2 separate regions of the Zea mays genome follow, and region 1 is linked to region 2. A link is a contact called in public Hi-C data. All regions are on one chromosome and are shown on one strand. The core of a region is the stretch at or near the end of the contact, and the rest is flanking DNA. Distances in the headings are between cores, read along the strand shown. Region 1 holds the start of LOC100194158. Region 2 holds the start of LOC100283264 (cePP protein).

Region 1 (4,130 bases), core at 456-2,955, 350 kb before region 2:
TAAATGGGCCAAGCCCATAAAAGATCCAACAGAAACTGCATGCCCTGTCTGAAATCGTTTTAACGAGGACGGTGGCCACCTTTTGTTTTCAAATGCAAAAAATGATCTTGTTTTCAAATGCAAAAAATGATCGAACAATCCTTGCAGTCTTAGTGAGGTGCATATTCAGGGACTCAGGTTATCAATCTCATCCTAAACATGGACCTGAAGTTGAAACACATAGTACACTGATCTTAATGTGGCAATGTTGGATGCCAAAGAATGAAAGAATGGCTTCAGATATGTGCAACTCGGTTGCTTACCATCAGATGGCTCTGGAAAAGATTTAGAACCAGGGCATGGCGAGAAGGCTAAGGAAAGCCCTTTGCATGCAGAGGCTCTAGCAGCGTCTAAAGAGCCGGGAGAGAGTAGAACATCTGGAGATGCCCCAAATTATTGTGGAGACACATCCTTCAAACCTCGGTGATGCGCTCAAGACACACGGGTGGGATATGAATCTTTTGTGGGGTTGTTGTGTTGAGGCAAAATTAGAGTTCTAACTAATGATGTATGATTTTTTTTCAGGCTGTTTAGTTTCAGTTTGTAGCAGCTGTTGTAAACCATTGACAGTGGATTATACAAATATTTGTTCTTGACTCCGCTTACCACTTCGTCTTTATCATTGATACCCTCAACTAGCCATCTTCCAATGCCTAATATTTCTAGCACGCAATGCGTCATGTAAGACTATTTCCTGTAGCTTATTCATCTCCATCGTTATATTTAAACTATATTTGATAAATAGTACAATTTACAGAGCAAAACAGTGTTTTTGCACGCTCATATAGGTAACCTATTAGAGACGGCCTAAGAGGATCACAAAATGTCATTTGGATACAAGGGCGAAGAATGGAGGAATTTTACTATATTTGAAATTCATGATCATGAACCAACTGACTATATGCAGAGTTAGTAGTTTGCATTTTTTATGGTGAACTCTTAGTTTGCAATTTTGATGGTGAGCTCTTCCTATTATTCTATGAAATGTGTAGCAAGGAAAAATATATAGATAAATAAAAACCTCAAAGCATTCATTTATTAGTTGGCTAGCTCAGCTGCCCTTAAGACCATATGCAGCAATATATCCATAGTTTAATCAAAATCATTGTTTTGTACTGTTCACAAAGTTGAGATATAGAACTCAACTCATAAAAAACAACTCCAACAATACACTATTTTATACATTTTTTTGTCAAAAATATAGGACACTCCATCAAGTGACCCAAACATACTACCTCCTACACTAATGCACTATCTTTATTTTCTACATCATTCTCAAATTTTTTCCTAATAATGTGATTCACTTCCAAAAATACATGATTTAGGGCTCAATTATGGATCACAATTTGGTTTTAGTGCCTTAAATATTTTAAATAGTGTAGTATTTTAATTTTAAGGCATTATTTTAAGTCATCTGGTTAGAGATGCTCTCATCAATAAACGACAAAATCCACATACTCGAATTTAGGGAGTGTTTTAATGTACTAGATTTAATAGTTACTTGACTAAAAATTTGCTAGTGAAATTATCCACCTAACAAATAGCTAGCTTATTATTAATTAATTTACTAAAAATAATTAATAGCTGAATTATTTGATAGGGTGTTTGATTGTCTCTAGATTTTAGCCACTATTAACTATAGTACATTCGGTCTTAATGTTTTTGATACAAAACGGTTTTACAAATTTGACTGTGCTGAGCGACAGCGACGGAGGAAGCCAAGCCGGCAGACGTCTGCTTCTCTTTTGTTCGTTTTTACCCTCGCTTCGCGTCGCGTCTTCCTTCTCCCTCCTCCGCATCCGGCTGCTGCCCCTGAGCCTGCCCCCACCCCCTCGGCGCCCCCGCCGGAGCGCCGCCTCTACCCTTCGATCCCGGTACGTCCTCTCCCCGAACCTCACCGCTCCGCCAGATCCGGCCGCAGCGGAAGGATCCGATCGGGAAACACGCGGATCACGCGCACAGACTGTCAGAAAGTTCATTTCTCATGTCGCTTCCGCTGCCGCCCGACTGCGCAGGTTCCACGATGCAGCCGCCGATGGGGAGCGAGAGGAGGACGCCGCCCGGCCGCCCTGTTTCAGCCTTCGTGCCGGGCGCCGCTGTCCCGCCTCCACCGTTTGCCGCCGGTGGCCCGTTCGCTCCGCCGCCGCGGCAGGGAGTGCCGCCTCCTCAGTCTGGTGCTGCGGCGCCTGCTTTCGGGGCTGCACCACCCGCCGCAATGGGGGGTGGGTTCAGGGGTCCACCGCCGTCGCAGGGCCCCTACGGTGCGGGCACACTGCCCCACGGCCCTTTTGCTTCCGCGCCACCGCCTCAGGGCTCTTTCACCTCCGCGCCACCGTCTCAGGGCTCCTTTGCCTCCGCTCCACCGTCCCAGAGTCCCTTTACTTCCCCTCCACCGTCTCAGGGCCCCTTCGCTGCTGGACCACCGCCTACGGGCCCTTTTGCTGCTACACCAGCACCTTTTCGCCCTCCACCGTCATCCCTTGCGCAGCCACAATCTCCCACGGGAGGCGCTTTGCCTGCACCACCAACATATGCGAGGCCGCCACCGCCACTACAGTCACAAGGGTATTACCCTGGTGCACCACCTGCGAACCCTCAATACTCAATGTCAAGGCCAGCATTTCAACAACCAATGCAGAATATGCCACCTCCTCCAATGGGACCAGCTACCACATTTGGTAATCAGGCAGCTTATCCAAGTGCCGGGCCTCCAGTCGGAGGCACACTTCAGAGCTTAGTGGAGGACTTCCAGTCACTGTCACTGAGCTCTACGCCTGGGTCACTTGACCCTGGTGTTGATGTAAAAGGGCTGCCAAGGCCATTGGATGGTGACGAGGAACCAGTTAAGCTTATGGAGGCATACCCATTGAATTGCCACCCGAGGTACTTCCGTCTGACAACCCATGCGATTCCGGCATCTCAGTCATTGGTCTCCAGGTGGCATTTGCCTCTTGGAGCTGTGGTGCACCCACTTGCAGAATCACCTGATGGGGTAATGAGCTATTAAGGTATTTATTTGTTTATGTTTTCATGTGAATGGTCCCTTTTCTTGATACGTTTCTTTCCCATTACTCAGGATGAAGTCCCAGTTATCAACTTTGGGTCTGCCGGTGTCATTCGCTGTCGAAGATGCAGGACGTATATAAATCCTTATGCGACATTTGCAGATGCTGGAAGGAAATGGCGCTGCAATCTTTGCGCGTTGCTCAATGACGGTAACCATAATTATCCCAAACTTCATCTCAACTAGCAGTGAATGGCTGAAAAAGACCATGCTGGTACACTAATGACTAGTCATGTCCGATTACCATTGATTTTGACCAGCTGTCATATCATTTTCTAAAAGAAGTAACTATATATGCCTTTTCTGTGGTACAACTGTGGGGTAGATAAAGATTAGACTGAAATTGATGGGGCCACAGAAAATACGATCTAGCAGATATAAAACCAGAACACGGAAGGGGATTAGAGCTGGACCAAAAAATATGGCAGGAATTTTGTCTCTTTAATATTAGGTATATATAGCTTTCACTACTTTGAATGACACAGTTTGGATGCAGAAACCACTAAGGGACTTTTTTTTTCAACTTCTTTCTATGTTCTTGATGTGATGTGATTACTCTAGCATATCATACTAATACATGCCTTTGATTCACATAGTTTTCCCCGCCTTCTCAAAATATAATTCCTGTATGTTACCTTCTTTTTGATCACCTATTACCTCCTTGCTGACCTACATATAATCATTAATTTTCTATCATGTTTCCAATGTGATTAAATAGGCGTTGCTTGGTTATTTCTTTCTCTCTTCCTCTTTCATCCTTCTTAGTTCTTTTGCCTACTCTGATGAACCCTATTGTTTTACAATGGGGAGTAGCACTTGCTAAGAGGGAATATTATGATGTAGGACTGTTTACACAAAAAAATGTAGTGTAGAATTAGCAGGTGAAATGTTCTGGCCAAGTGTCCATGCTATAGAGGTTGTGTCTTATTTTTAAAAGCACCATCCATAGCCAAAGAAGTGACACTTTTTTCACCTGAAACATGTGGCAGTGAATAGGGTACTTGTCTTTTTTTTTTGAAAAAAAATA
Region 2 (4,181 bases), core at 698-3,197:
CGAGCTTTTGGATAAGCTATAAAGGCTATAGCTGCAAGCTAATCCATTTAGCGGGTTTTTTAAAAACATGACATAACTTTATAGATAAATTAAATGTTTAATATTTGAACCTTACAATTCAAACTAGTAGTTCAAATGTTCAATAATAAATCAACATACATGCAAATTCAACGTTTAACGACACATGTAAAAGACATTTAACCACTACCTACAAACATTAAGTTAAAGGGTCTGCCCACATTTTGTTTTTGGGGCTCAATGTTTCAAAGGTTCGAACAGTAAAAAAAGATTGTGTGTTTAACAGCTAAATCGAGCTAATGTTGTGTATTTAGCGAGCTAAATAAGGCTATTAGTGGCTAATTTTGGTTAACGCTAAATGGTGCATCTCTTAGCTCCAGACCTCCTGAAAGTCTATAGCCGGCTAAATAGCCGCTATTAGCCGGCTATTTAACTGATTCTGCCGTGGAGCCTGGGCTCCGCCCCGCCGCCACTCGCCCTCACTATCCACCGCCGCCCGTCGCACCCCACTGGCAATCGCAACCTGCCAATACCAGCGTCCAGGCTAATGCTGCACCCCACCGGTAGTCTCACAGATCCTTGCAGTTGCAGCCTGTAGCTCCTTTGCAAATTACAGCGTATTTGCAGTTTGCTGTGCAGTTTGGTTGATCACTTCTAAATTTTGCAGTTGCAGCCTGCAGCTCCTTTGCAAATTACAGCGTATTTGCAGTTTGCTGTGCAGTTTGGTTGATCACTTCTAAATCTGATTTTTAAAATCTTGTCGGTTCATTGCCTCCTTCAATGGCACACGCTGGTGAGTGCACTTGTGAAAAATGTGGAATAAAAATTGTGAAACCCGACAGGGACCCAAAACCTACACTAAACCTGGCTGGTGCGGGTGTGGGATTTTACCCGCGGGTGTGGTCGCGGATGATTTTGGACATGTTCCGCACGTGTGGTCGTGTGCAGGTAACTCTCCAATGAACTCTAAAACCCTAAACCCTAAATCCTAAACCCGATTCATTGCCATTTCTAACTAGGGCACATAACTCTGGTAAATGAACCCACCAAAACTAGATTTAAAATTAAATTACTCTCTAAATATTAAGAATTGTTGGAGACCAATTTTTTCTTCTAATAGCTATTTGGCAACTTACTAAACAAAATGTTAGAGCATCTCCAATAGTTATATAAATTTAGCACCCTAAATTATAAATTTAAGAAGTTGCTAAAACATTTTAAGGAGTAGAAAAATGCATGTGCTCCAGCAGTTCCTTATTTATCGGTTGCTAATTTTTAAAGTAGTCCACGTCAACAAAAAAATAAGCGAGCATGCTTCTATTTTTAATTGAGTTGTCGGCAGAAATCAATATCACAACTTTCCCTGATGTCTTGAGAGGTCGAAGTTATGAATGAAAGACCAGACGGTCACGATGATGCCGTGAAGACATCACAGGATGTGCTCTGACGATGTCTCGGCATAAGAGGTTGTCTAGCAGTGGCGGCATCAAGATATCTGGGCGCTGGAGATGAATTTATGGTTAACAGGACAATGGGACAGTGCAAAACAGTGGCAAAAGTATGTTTTTTAGATTTAGTGAGTCCCAACAAGGTTGGTAAATGTAGGGATAAAATTGGGTTTCGTAGAAAGTTTGTAAATTTAGGGAACTAATTTACGTAACTGTTGGAGTAGAGTTTTTCTTGAAAACTTGTTAAATTTATATTTAGGGACTTGTTTACATAACTATTGGAGATGGTCTAACTATTGGAGATGGTCTTAGATAGCTTTATTTTAGAGAAGAGTTGCTCAAACGGTGGAAAGCGAACTTCAGATGATGGGAGGACGTAACACACTATAGGGGTGTTATGGGCCCCAACTTTATAGGCGAATGGGCCAAGCCCATTTTCAAACTTTCTATTTCAGTCCACGGGTCAGATGGGCACAACACAAGAAGACTATGGGCTTCTAGCAATTCACGTGGTTGAAGACGTCTTGTCCCGTTCCAGAACACTCGCGCTCTCGCACGACGGCACGAGCGCGCTACTGCCATAGTGCCATGGCGAGCGGCGGCGGTGCTGCGGCGCGGATGGACCCGGAGGTAGCAACAGAGCTGGTGCGGAAGGGTGCCACCCTCCTCCTCCTCGATGTCCCCCAGCGCACCCTCTTCGGAATCGATACCCAGGTCAGTGGGATTTGGCCGCCAACGACCCGGTTTCGTAGCGAGCTGTTTTGGTGCGTGCGTCAAATAATGTGACGGCTTTTCATCTCTGCCTGCTTCTTGTTCTTCAACAGATGTTCTCTGTTGGACCCAAGTTCAAAGGGATGAAGATGGTGCCACCGGGAGCCCATTTCGTCTACTACTGCTCCCCAAACAGGTATCGTATTCGGCTATCCGCTAGCTTCAAGTTCCGATTCTTGCAACATTTCAACTATAACTATTGGGAAATAATTTAGATGATAGAATGCCAGCTAATTTTCAGTACATGATTCCGTTCAGTTTTTTGAATCAGTTACTGCCAGTTGTGCAACATATCCATTGTTCTAGTTTGTCAGTTAGATGTGTTTTACAGAATTAAGCCAACAGCTTGCTTAGAGTTTGAGTTTCTTTTTAATTGTCATGAATAAGTTACTGTAATGCTACTCTTACCATGGACATCGAGTGGTCACAGTCTTCTACTTTGGAAGTGCCTTTGCTGTATATGACACAAAATCTCAGAATGCTAATCGAACACTTCCTGCAATCATGGACCGCAACAACATGTGTATAGAGTAGTGTTAGATAAGCAGCAGTTTGCTGCTGCTTTCCTCTTCTCTTGATTGCTTTCATCTAGCCTTGTAAAATTCTTAAAACTGTTTGGCGCTGTGTGATATAGTGGTTCAATGTGTGTGAGTGCTCCATTTGGTTTACTTCCATTTGCAATGTGTTCTAATGATCCCTATCTGTAATGCCATGCCTTCATTTATTAGAGAATGATATAGTGCGCTGACAATTTGTCCAAAATCTGAACACTTTTAGGCATGGGAATGAGTTTGCACCTACTGTCGGGTTCTTTCTTACTACACACCAATCTGAGGTACTTCGTCCTATTGGCCTGAAACATGTGTATTGACTGCAGAGAGGTTATTGCACCTATTATTCTTTATAGAATTAAAGTGCATGCTATTCTTTTAGTTATTGACAGTTCATCACCTGTATGCTAAGGAAATTTGTCTTGTTTATATATTTGGGATGAACTGTTGACTTGATCAATAAATCTAGCAGGTTATGACTAATGTTTCTTTTATTATAGTTCGGTAGGAGGTTGAGATAGTGAATCATAAAGTAATATGCTATGCTTTATATTTATCTTAATATTCCATTTTTGTACTTTAATTTTCATGTATTTCTTTTATTTTCATTTACTAAACAGAAAAGGATGTATTGTCTATAGTATTTTGTATCTAGTTAATCCATTTGAAGCAATGTGTAGCGCCTTCTTCTGTTTTGGTATATAATTATTCTATCATGCCCATTTACGAACTATATTCGCTTCACAATTTAGATGCTTTTTATTCTCTTCTTCCCTTATTTATTTTATTGTGTCCTAAACATTTGTGCATAACACCCAAACATACCATCAACTCAGCTTTCCAGCCAAATTAGTTGAATAGGAGGGAATTCATGCCACTTTCTCTTCTGGATTTGTCAATTTGCAAATTCTTAACCTATGTCCCTGTTCAAATTTTCCTTTTGATAGGGACAAGAGGAAGTGCAAATTTTCCTTCTACAACATGAATGCAAAAAAATATATAAATATGAAACTGATATATAAAAAATGCACTTGAAAGTGTGGTGTAATAATAGGATCTAGAAGGGAAAAAAGAATCAAATTTAAAAGTGACAAAATCCATTCCATGCTGAAGATTCAAGTGGATAAATGTTTCTTTTTTGCCAGGAAAAAGGTATCAACTAATGCCACTTAACTATATTTTTTACATATATACACATCTTCTATTTGGTATTTTGTAGGTGATTGTTCGAAAGTGGGATGTGCAAGAGGAACGATTAATCAAATTATCAGAAGAAGAGGTACTATATTGAATACTATTTGAATCTTTTGTCATTGCTGGACTTTCTGCTTTATGCTGTCATGTTCAATTGCTAGTAGCAAATTTGAGGTTACGATAATGGATTATTAAACCA

Evidence for each region. Hi-C and Micro-C count contacts between places; a contact is called where the count stands out from the background.
Region 1: a Hi-C map of ear shows a contact between it and region 2, with 2.2 times the contacts expected there. The contact joins the promoter of LOC100194158 here to the promoter of LOC100283264 in region 2. A contact is called at or near these places in 2 of 25 Hi-C or Micro-C datasets (ear and tassel).

Annotation. Positions count from the first base shown.
Region 1 is chr2:113,711,883-113,716,012 of Zm-B73-REFERENCE-NAM-5.0, reverse strand. It overlaps LOC100194158, which reads left to right and starts at 1,705. Exons shown (of 13, transcript NM_001359409.1): 1 at 1,705-1,913; 2 at 2,055-3,031; 3 at 3,116-3,254. The coding sequence starts at 2,063.
Region 2 is chr2:113,360,284-113,364,464 of Zm-B73-REFERENCE-NAM-5.0, reverse strand. LOC100283264 (cePP protein) reads left to right here and starts at 1,947. Exons shown (of 13, transcript NM_001412426.1): 1 at 1,947-2,180; 2 at 2,291-2,373; 3 at 3,015-3,072; 4 at 4,008-4,067. The coding sequence starts at 2,055.